Regions from separate parts of the Manis pentadactyla genome. Here region 1 is linked to region 2. A link is a contact called in public Hi-C data. All regions are on one chromosome and are shown on one strand. The core of a region is the stretch at or near the end of the contact, and the rest is flanking DNA. Distances in the headings are between cores, read along the strand shown.

The links. A called contact is a pair of places that touch in the nucleus more often than the background predicts.
Region 1: a contact with region 2 is called in a Hi-C map of skin fibroblasts, with 5 times the contacts expected there. The contact joins the promoter of GDF11 here to the promoter of RPS26 in region 2. A contact is called at or near these places in 2 of 3 Hi-C or Micro-C datasets (fibroblasts and skin fibroblasts).

The regions. Positions count from the first base shown.
Region 1 is chr9:90,242,298-90,247,876 of mManPen7.hap1, forward strand. GDF11 (growth differentiation factor 11) reads right to left here and starts at 1,747. Exons shown (of 3, transcript XM_036918327.2): 1 at 1,191-1,747. The coding sequence starts at 1,614.
Region 2 is chr9:89,974,233-89,980,339 of mManPen7.hap1, forward strand. RPS26 (ribosomal protein S26) reads right to left here and starts at 4,328. Exons shown (of 4, transcript XM_036918299.2): 1 at 4,310-4,328; 2 at 3,914-4,091; 3 at 3,077-3,207; 4 at 2,703-2,804. The coding sequence starts at 4,312. The coding sequence ends at 2,769.

The sequences.
Region 1 (5,579 bases), core at 497-2,996, 270 kb after region 2:
CACCAAGTACTGTGGAGTTAGGGTCTGCAGAAAAAACTGGTGGCATTATGAGGCACTCAGCCTCCCAGATGCACACCTGGGTTCCGTGCCTCTCACATGGGGGCGGGCCACCAGAACGCCCCTCAGCCCCCAGCTTTTTATGACCCATCTGCCAATAAACCAGTCTCCCCCTTCTGCTCAGAGCCATAAAACCAAACAGTGGTTGTGTGTGTGTGTGTCGGGGCGTGACTTTGCCAAACCACTCGTTCCCTGGAGCTGGAGTGAGGGGAAACCTGGGTGGGGGTGGGAAGGGAATCATCTGACCCTAGGGAGAGCAGTGGGAGGCAGGCTGGGAGTGGGGGGGGGGGGGTGGCGGCCGGCGTTGGCCTGGATTTTCCAGGCCATAAAATTTCAAAGCAGCTCAAATCTATCAATGTGTTAATCTTCCGTTTGGCGGGTTTGGCAGGGGACTTGGATGCCTGGGTTCTCCCTCTCTCCCCGTCTATTTCTTTGGTTTCCTCCTTAGGTCTTTCTCCTCCTCAAGTCCGCTAGTGGGTAGGGACGGGTGAATGAGGAATGGAACGCTGTGGTCTGAGCAACCAAAGGGGTGCTATGGCCCCAGCGCAAGGGAGTTGAGTTCTCGGAGCTCGGTCTGCCCAGCAGGCACAGCTTTTGCAGCCCGTTGGGAGACCGGGTGTCAGAAGGCTCCGGGTGGAACGGACGCCAGCGGGGCTGTGGGGAGCGACGCGGGGCTCTGGGGCGTCACTCCGGGGAGGGGAACAGGAGCATTCGCTCCCCGCAGCCGGGTGGGCGCGGAGCGGAGCCGAGGATGGGAGGGGTGGAGAACGCTGCAGCCCGCCTGGACCGCAGGCCTTGAGGGTTGAGTGAGAGGCTGCCCCTCGCGTCCGCTGCGCATGGGCCCCAGCTCCCGGACCACCCCCCAAACCCAGCACGCGCCTGTCCTCACAACCTCTCCGTGGGCCGTACCCCCCACACATCCAGCGACGGGGCGTGCACGCCACGCGCAGCCTGTCGCCGTCGTTCGGAAAACTTATAGGGAGCAGCCCCCGCCTCCCAATTCGTCAAGTTTCCTTAAAAAAGGTTCCAGCCCTTTTCTAGAGCAGCCGGGAGCGCCCCGCTTCAGGCGGGAGGCGCTTCGTTCCCCGGAGCCCAAGCCGGTCCCCGCCGCTCGCGCCCCGCCGCCCACTTACTCTCCTGGGCCATGCTAATGACGGTCTCGGTGGTGGCGTGGTACTCGTCCTCCTCCAGGAAGTCCTCGGGCTGCAGCGCGTCGCCCTGGAAGTCGTGCAGGTCCAGGATCTGCTGCAGCGGCGGCGCCTTGGGCAGCAGCTGTTTCACCACCTCGCGGCTGATGTTGGGCGCCTCCTTGAGCCGCAGTTTGCTCAGGATCTGCGACTTGATGCTCTCCAGGCGCAGCTCGCGGCTGTGCTGCCGCCACACGCACACGGGGCAGCCGTCGGGCTCGGGCGCTGCGGACGCGGCCGGCTGGCCCGAGCGCTCCCCCCCGGCCCCCGCCGCCGCCGCCGCCGCGGGGCCCTCGGCCGCCTCCCCACGGGGCCGCAGCTCCAGGGCGAGGAGCAGGAAGCCCAGCAGCAACGGGGCCGCGAGCACCATGCTGAGGGGAGGGGGCTGGGGGCGGGGACGCCGGGCCGCGGGGAGGGGCGGGGGGGTCTGGGCGGCACGGGACGGGGCTGCCCGGCCGAGGGGGGCCGGGGGCCGGGGGCGGCGGGCGCGCGGGCGGGGCGAGCGGGCGGCCGGGGCGGGCGGCTGGGGGGGCCCGCGCCCGGGCCAGGCCCTTTATAGCCCCGTCCCCCGTGTCGTCAGCGGCCGCGATTGGCTGCGGAGCCAACAAAAGAGGCAGCGCTGTCATCCGAGGCGAGAGAGGGAGCCGGAGAGAGCCGAAGAGAGGGAGGGAGGGAGCGAGGGCCCAGAGAGCCTGGGTGGGGGAGAGACCCCGGAGAGACAGAGAGATAAAGGGGCAGAGACAAAGGGGGGTCAGAGAGGAGGGACTTAGCTAGAGAGACAGACAGAGCAGGAAAGAGACAGGCAAAACTGGAGGGGATTAGACGGGGAGAATCGGGGACAAAGAGGGGAGAGAGACTAGAGCGAGGAGAGAGCCTTGGCTGCACGGGGAAGAGCTGGACCGCAAGAGATCAGGGGTGCAGAGGGATGGGGACAGGGGCAGAGAAGCTGGGAGAACCGGGGCCGGAGCCCTGGGAAAGAGGGGGAAAGAAATGAAGAGCAGGAGGGTGAGGGCCAGAGGACAGACAGATAGCTAGGGAGCCCCTGAAGGGGCAGAGGATCAGGGGAAGGTGGAGGTGGGAAGACACACTCCTCAGGGAAGGAGAGACAGCTCAGTGACAGAGGTCAGCCTTGGTGGGAGCACCAAGAGCCCAAGCGGAAGGAGGTGGAGGATTTGAGCCCTGAGGATGCCCAGCTACCAGAGGTAGCTCAAAGAAGCTGCTTAAAGAAGCCATACAGGGGAGCTCAGGGGGTTCGGGAAGAGCAAGATGTAAGGATTGGACATGGAGACTAGGAGAGGAAGAGACCGGGGACACTGAGAAGGTGGGGAGGTGGTGGGAAGCCTAGAGCCAGGAGGAAGAGCTTAGAGCTGGGAAGAGTGTGAGCTTGAAATTGAGGCTTGAAAAGGATAAGGGAGTTGGCAGGATGGAAAAGGCAGAAACTGGGGATCACAGGGGAGGAATGGAGAGAAGCAGGGCTGGAGATACTGTGCTTGAAGAAGGATCTGGACCTCTGGATTTCTAGCTATACTTTTGGACGTGCAGGGTCTTAGAAGTCTGAGAAGGGACTTGCAGTTGCAGGGGTAAGAGAGAGGTTTGCCCTCAGGTGCCTGCGCGGGAAACAGCGAGTTGCAAGGGGGAAAAACCAGGTGTGGGACCAGCTCTAGTCTTCAGGTGTGACCCAGGGTATGACCAGAGGGCAGAATAGAAGAGTGCCAAGGCACTGAAATGCTCCCGAGGTGCTTAACTTCTAGTTCTGGATACCTCTTCCCAGTCCTTACATTCTTCAGGCTTATTTCTTGAGTCCAAAGTCCTGGTGGTCAACAGACAAATAACCAATAGATTAAAAATGTTTGAGGGGATCAGGTCTCACTAATTTCCTGGCACACACGACGTTTATTGAATAAATGGATGAACCTTATTGGGCTCTTCCGGCAGAACAGAGGGACACTGGTTTCCTCTCTGGATTAGAGCCCAATAGAACATCTTAAAGTTGGTTTTATGGAACATTAGTCACAAAGACAGAGTTGTGTTGGGAAGCTGGACTGGAATTAGGAAATATACTGGGGGTCTAGGCGTGAGGGAAAAGGGCTTGGGAAGACCAAGCTGGGGAGCTTTAAAGAGATTATCTATTTCTGTGGAAAACAGGAGCTAAGACCACAGCCATCTGGTTCCCTCCTGTGGTTTGGACCAGCACTTGGGTGTTCCAATATCTCATCAAGTTTCTTCATCTGTAAAATGAGGATCACACTGTTCACCCTCAGCTGGTTGTGAGGATTCCATAGTAACCAGTCAGTAGTGGCCTTCATGGGTTCCTTCGCTGTGACTCACCTCTTTCCTTTCTGATCTCCCAGAGCAGTGATTGCCTTTACCACATATTCTGGCATATCTTGTTCTCCACAATGTTTCTCTGATATCATTTCCTCAGCAAAATTACCAGCTCCTTGAGATCAGAGGTGTGTCACCTCCTCCTTCCTCAGAAGAGATAGCCCAGCCTTCACTTCCTCACCAAACATGTTTCTAGTGGTAGGGCTATGAGAGAGGCAAACATAAATGACTCAGTCCCTTTCCTCAGGGAACATACAGACTGGACAAGACACTAGGAGCAGAGTACTGGCCAAAACTCCAGTCCAGATGCTTCTTTATCTCCATCAGGATGTCCCCAAGGCACCTCAAACATGGTGGGTTAGATATAACCGAGAACTTCTTTTCCCTTGAAATGTGCCCCCATTCTGCTGTTTTTCATTCTAGCAAGTGACATGACATGGAATCATCCAGGCCAGAAACCTGGAAGTAGCCTTCACCTTTTCTCTCCTGGTCATCTCTGAATCTTTGCACAAGTTGTTGCCTCTTCCAAAAACAACTCCCCTCCTACTTCCACTGCTCCCAACCTCCAGTTTCTTATAAATTTGGTCTCTCACTCAAATTTATTCTTTCTTCAGGTCTCGGTATGGATGTCATTTTCCACATGTCTTCTAGGAGTCTGTTCCTGATTCCCAAACCTGGAGTAGATACTCTTCCTAGCTGTATCTGCACTGTTCTGGAAAGGAGTTTAGTCACATAGCTTCTAGACTAGAACTAGGATCCCTGGGTTCAAGTCCCAGATCTCCTCCCTTTTTTGGCTGTGTGAACTTGGCTCTTTATGTCTCATGTAAAATGGGTATAATAATATGTATGTAGCTATTTATAAGGTTATGAGGACTAACTGCCCGACAGACAGTTCTAAATGACCTAATTAGTAATTACTACTATCCTAATTTATGACCCTCACACTGAGTGAAACCCAAGAGGGCAGAACTTTTAAAACTAATCTATAGTTTATAACTGCTTGGAATAAAGGATGAATGAACCCTGCTAACTGTATCTGACCAGAGTGGGGTTGGGGAGAGGAAACTGTGTATTTATGGCCATGAGGAGTTAAGGGCCTTTGCCAAATACCAGAGAGCAAGAGTCAGCAACAACTTAAGAGACAGAAAGGATTTCCGCTTTGTGGCTTCCTCCGCGGGTTCCAGAACTGCCCTTAATCCAATGAGCGGACAAGGCTGCCATCTGGTGGTAGAATCTGGAATTTTTGCTTTTTGGAGGTGGGATTAAAACCACTTTTGGGGTTTTTTTCATACTTTGCATATTTTCACTTTAGATTTCTAGTCCAAAAAGTTCTACATCAGAATTCATCAAGTCTTGCTCATTTCTCCAACCACTCCTAGATCTTGCCTCTTTTCTGAGTTCCCCTGGGCTTGGTGCTGTTGGGTTCCCCTGAATTGCAGGAACTAACGGGAGGTCCCTTTCAGGAGTATCAGGCTGCCAGCCGCCCTAAACCCAGTCCCGAAGAGAGAGCCCTGTTGTCTTTATGGAAAAGGAGTTTGGAAAGATCTAGACATGTAGATCTTTTCTCATCTTAATACAAGCTAACCAGGGTTTGGGGCCCCGCCCACTGTCCTGGTTTCCCTGGCAACGGTCCTCCAGCCAGGGTGCCGCTCTAAGGACGTTACCCGGGCAACCTTCAGGCCCGCCTCCTTCAAGGTCCAGACTGGTGCCTAGCAAATGCCCGGGTCTGGGTCTGACCCAGGCGTTGAGGTCTGAAGGGTGCGGGCTGCTGGGAGAGAAGCAGGTGGTGTCCCAGGGGTAGGCGTTAAGGTTTCAGGAGCTACTGGAGGAATGAGGTGCTTGTGTAGCCTCGGGTAGTGGGGTGGGACCCTCAAGAAGAAAATCGGCGGGTCCTGGGAGCCAGTCACCAGGGCGACCAGAGACACCTGGGCCACACTCAGAGCTGCTGACCCTGGAACGTAGGAACCGCTATGCGGAGGAGGGACTCCTGCTGTCCCGCACCCCTCTACC
Region 2 (6,107 bases), core at 3,078-5,577:
TAATGTTCTTCATGTAATTGTAGATTAATGATAAAATTTTTAAAAAGCTTAATCTCAGGATTTAATAAGGTGTGTAACAGTTGAATCACTGTGTTGTATACTTGAAACCAATAAAAGATTTATATCAACTATACTTCAATAAAAAAGGATTGGAATACAAAAAAAAAAAATGGGTGGAGGATGTGAACAGATACTTCTCCAAAGAGATTCAGATGGCCAACAGGTACATGAAAAGATGCTCCACATCGCTAATTATCAGGGAAATGCAAATTAAAACCACAATGAGATATTACCTCACACCCGTTAGGATGGCCAACATAGAAAAGACTAGGAACAACAAATGCTGGCGAGGATGCGGAGAAAGGGGAACCGTCCTACACTGCTGGTCAGAATGTAAACTAGTTCAACCATTGTGGAAAGCAATATGGAGGTTCCTCAAAAAACTAAAAATAGAAATACCTTTTGACCCAGGAATTCCACTCCTAGGAATTTACCCTAAGAAAACAACTTCTCAGATTCAAAAAGACAATATGCACCCCTATGTTTATCACAGCACTATTTACAACAAAAGCCAAGATATGGAAGTATCCATCAGTAGATGAATGGATAAAGATGTGGTACATACACACAGTGAAATACTATTCAGCCATAAGAAACAAATCCTACCATTTGCAACATAGATGGAGCTGGAGGGTATTATGCTCAGTGAAATGTCAGGCAGGGAAAGACAAATACCAAATGATTTCCCTCATTTGTGGAGTTTAACAACTAAGCAAAACTGAATGAACAAAGTAGCAGCAGACTCACTGACTCCAAGGGACTAGTGGTTACTAAAGAGGACAGGTGTGGGAGAGCGGGTGGAGAGGGAGGGAGAAGGGGATTGTGGGGTATCATGATTAGTGCATTGTGTATGTGAGGTCACGGGGAAGACAGTGTAGCTCGAAGACAAATAGGGACTCTTGTGTCATCTTACTACACTGATGGACAGTGACTGCAATGGGGTATGAGGGGGGGGACTTGACAGTAAGGGTTAATGTAGTAACCACATTGTTTTTCTTGTGAAACCTTAAGAGTGTGTATCAATGACACCTTAATAAAAAAAATTTTCCCATAGATGGAAAAACTGGATATCCTGGTTGCCCATCAGACAAGACATGGTTTGATTCCTTTCCAACTGGTGTTGGGCTGGGAAGTGAGTTGGGGTTTACAGCCTCAAGCACATGGAAACATGGAAAGCCTTTTGGTGAGTTACCTCTGGAACTCCAGTTTGAGGTCACCTTCAAATAGGAAAACTGCTAAGCCAATTCTTTGTAGTAATAGGCTCTTCAATGTAGGACACCTGGAGACAGGATTGTACTTCACATGCAAACATGCAAATCAGTCATTGATCTCATAGGAGAGCCTGTTGAGATCCACCTTTTGAAAATAGGCTGTACCTACAATTACTTCAAGAGATCTTGGAGCAGGTATATTGTCTTGATTTACTATCTTCTACCTTTTACTAAGCTGAGATTTGGGACCACCAGGTTGTGTTGATTTTTGGATCAGGCCTTTTTCTTCTACCCAATGTGTACCCATGGTACAGAGGAAGAAAGGGGCATAGAATAAGTCCAACAGGCCTCCTCAAAAGATAAGACACTCTTGCCTACATTCAGTATTCTGAAAAATTCAGGGTTTGCCACAGCTGTTCCAGCACATGCACTGGTAAGTTGACTATGAAAAAGTTTCCATGTTTTTTTCCCCCAAGTATTCCCTAATTTACAGGACCACCTCTGAAATACTCCACCCATTCCATGCTATCATAACCCTTTGAATAAAGACATTTGCAAAGATGTTTCTCAGCATACAGCTGATCGGTTAACAATGAGGTGGGAGTTAGGAGCACTTATCTCCAATACAGTTAAGAAACCTGCTTCTAACTTTTGACTATAAAAAACTGGACAGTGTACTCTTCATTTTACAGTAGTTACGACTAACATCTACAAGTCTTATGTATTTGTGACCTTTTAAATTTTTCAGTATTCCTAGGCTATTTTTTTTCAAATTGTCACAAATACCCAGAAATTTTTGATATGCTTATTTAAAAACTCCATAGACAAACACACCCATGTAGTTCAAATCTTTGTTGTTCAAGGGCCAACTACACTTCAATCAAAACCTCCAAGTTACTGGTTTAGTTTATTTAGAAAAACAACCCCCCCACACACACACCAGTCACTCAGATGAAATAAGCAGTCTTTCTCTACACTTTCTTCTCATGGGGCTGTTTTCAAGAATACCAGTGGACTCATGCCAAGGTAGGCAGGTTAATTTTATCAAGTCAGGGACATGGATATAGATTCTTTAAATGATACCTAAGTCATGCACTAAAGTCTGTGTCTAAGTGCAAGTCTAAAAGGTACACACCTCAGTCTAAGTCACTTCCTGATGTGTTCCTCACTCAACACCTTTTACCCTCCTAGTTGCTCTCCCTCACTAATGCTCAAACCCCTCCCTCCCCACATAGTCATGTAATTGGGGAGGCCAAAACTCTGAAGTTCCAAAGAAAGCTGAGTTAAGGCTTAACATTCACAGATAAGTTTTCTCCATGAAAAAAACATGAGGTATCCCACACTTGAATGATTAGAAAAAGCAATTACAGTTCCTAAGACATACACAATCCCCACTCAACCTACCAACAGATACACTCAACATGCTATATAATTTCCATTTTATTTTTACTTTTTTCCAGAGAACAATTTTTCTTCAGTCTGTAAGGACTTTGCTCCTTACATGGGCTTTGGTGGAGGTCGTGGGGCAGCACCCTGAAAGATGAAGGAACCAGAGTAAATAAAAACAACCAACCGAAGGCTCCCCCCACAAATTACTCTTTTAAGAATACTACCCTCCCAAGACTAACAATGCATCTGGGCCATAAACATACGAAGAACTGGTAGATGTGGAAGGAGACTACACTACTCCATCTGAAACTGATGCTAACAAGTTTCTGAACTGCCTCTAAGCATGTTTCAGGTGTAGGCCCCACATCTTTTGTCCATCACCCCTCTGGCTTGCACATCCCTTTAAGGATACTTACCGCAGGCCTAAATCGGGGTGGGGGCGTTCGGTCCTTCCTTGCCTCACGAGATCGATTCCTGACTACCTTGCTGTGAATGGCACAGCTCACACAGTAATGCAGTTTTACATACAGCTTAGGGAGCACGTAAGCTAAGAACAGAAGCAAAATATCAGGTTTTGTATACCCAACTTGCACCATCCTTATTCAGTCAAAAGTAAATCTACTTACTGCCTAGCAAACCTACAAAATTTCACCCCCAAAGCAACTGTTACCTAAACTTCAGTTTCTCACACCTAAACACACTGGCAGTTTCACAAATGAAAAATATTCCCCTTTGGACCCATCCTGTCATCACGGGGCCAAATGCGCGCCCTATATGTAAAAATCCTTCAGCGGAGTACCAGCCCTAGTGCCTACTCCTGGGCCCTCCTTGTTGCCTAAGAAACCTAATTTCTCTTAGGAAAAACGGCATATTGCTTTAAAGCAGCTCAACTTCATTGATCAAACTAGACTGCCTCCATTCTTGAAACATCATTCAAATTAACCTGTACTTCGCACAACAGATACGCAAATGTTCAATAATTCGAGTTCTGACTACGTCTACAGCCAGGGCTGTTAATAGAGTAAGCTAAGTGCTTGGAAATCGCATCCCCTAACGCAGTCACACTGTCTCGAAGAGTGGCCACTAGCACTGAAAGTTCCCTTCTGTTCAAAGATCAAGACGACAACCACAATTAAAAACGTTTTCTTTACCGGAAACAACCTTGAAGGTGGAATCGGCCTGGCCGGCTCCGTAAACCGCCTACGAGTACAGCACGGAGTGGGCCCAAATACTCATGCTTGAAGCTCACTTACCGTCGAAGACACTGGCTTCGGAAATGTCCCTTACGGCGGCGGCCTCTACTATGTTTCGAATGACAAACTTCTTAATGGCCTTATCCTTGGGTACACATCGGGCGCAGTTAGTGCAGCGGATAGGCTGCACGTGGCCACGGCCCTTTTTAGCACGACCATTGTTCCTTCTTTTCTTGGTCTGCACCAAGGTAAACATCCTGTTAGGTGTGGGGCCCAACCTCCCAAGCCCCTCTACGTAAACCCCGCGCCCGCAGCTGGCAGAAAGGCACCATAGGGCCTACTCCTTCCACAAATCCCTCCAGGCCCGTAATGCCTACCTGTGCATACCTCCACCATTGCCCAAGCTCCCAAACGCCCTCAACCCAGAAACCGTTCCTCGACAACGAACGCACTCACCATGCTAGCACGGAAGCCCAAGAGAAAGCACGGCCGTCCCACCGCCCTTATATAGCACGAGATCCCTACGCCAACAGCGGAAGAATCCTTAGAGGAAGGTAGCCAAGGACAGCGACCCACTTTACCCAGATTTTCTAATCATTCAGCGCTTCCGCTGAAATCTAGGGTAGAAAGGCGCTTCTCGAATTTATTTATCCGTGACATAAGGTGACTATGGGACTATTTACCCTGCTGGCGGAAGAAAATCAGAGTTATACGTCTCTCAGCAAGCATCGCGATGCCCTGCCCCGGACGTATTCTCAGCTTTCTGACTCTCCGGCTTTTGCGGCGCTTGGCGCGGAAGCTGACCCGCGCAAAACCACCTGTCGCACTTCCTCTAGAGGCCCGGGGGAAGGTATGCATTATGGGAGTTGTAGTGCAAGGCTGGTAGGCCCCTGGCCCGAAGCCCTACAACCAAGGCGGTGCTGCGCCACCGGGGGACGCTCTCGGCTCATTTCTCTGACAATCCTGTTACTACGTGTAGGAATGATAAACGGGAACAATACACTTTGTTAATTCCTCCTTCCCAATGTGGAGAAAACGCCGCGAGGAGGAGCCGTGGAAGTGCTTAGGTGCTAGGGCTATTTCTTATTCACCTTTTTATCCTTGAATCCTTTTAGCACTGTTCCTGTACTGTAGTAAGCGCTGTAAAAATATTAACTCATCTAACCCTCAACAAGCCTGTAAGGCAGGCAGTACTATTACCGGCACTTTAAAGATTGAGAAACTGAGGTGTAGAGTGGTTAAACCTAAGGTTGCCCCAAGTCACACAGAACCACTAAGGGGTGTTCTGGCTCCACCATACTATGCTGCCTCTCACCTAACAACTGGATGGCGGCATATAGCCTGGACCTGTGACCTAAACGATTTTGACTTAGACCTTTAGCCTTGTGAGCAGGAGTGGCTAACCATGGCAGCCAACCACCCAGTTACCTCTGAAGGTGAAGAAATTAAGGTGTCAAGGGGACCTCCCAGCCTTCAGACCCAAGATAGCCCAGATGAAAACTAATCATTCATTCACGAGTCATTCTGGAGCCTGAGTACATCAGATTCATTTTCCCTCCAACAATCCATGGTGGTTTAACCTCGAACCCACTTTATGAGTTAAAAGTTATTTTCTAACTTTTGTTATGGCTTCAAAACAACTATATTCACAGTCTCTTTCAAGTTCAAATTTGTTAGTTTCAACGGGGCATGGAAAACAGATTCTAGATGGAAGTGTCTTCAATTTTCGTTTCAATATAGTCTTAGGGAAAACAGCAGACATTTACTACGTGGAATGGCAATGAAGTAGATAGAACAGAAAAATATTTAGAGTGAAGGAGACAGAAAATAGTTAATATTAAGACAGAATCAAGTTAATATTCCTATATTGGCTCTTTGGACTTTTATAGCCTAGGGTTTCACTTACTGAATTCCCTGGCATAAAGGGATGGGCACAGACTGGAGTCACACACTCCCAGGTTCAAATACAGGTTTTGTCACTTGTGGGCTGATGCATCTTGGACAAGTTATATATTCTCTCTTGGGCTTTTATTTCAATAGTAAGCGTGGTCATTTTTTTGTAGGTTGTTTCTACAATTAATACTTGGCACAGTGGTTGGAACTTATGACATGCTCAAGAAATGATAGACCCTATTATTATGATCATTCATGTCATTGTAACTAACATCTATCTCCCTTGGTTAATGTGTTTTGTACATAATATGTACTCAGCAAATATTTGATGAACCTCTGCTTTGGATGGACAGCCAAATTA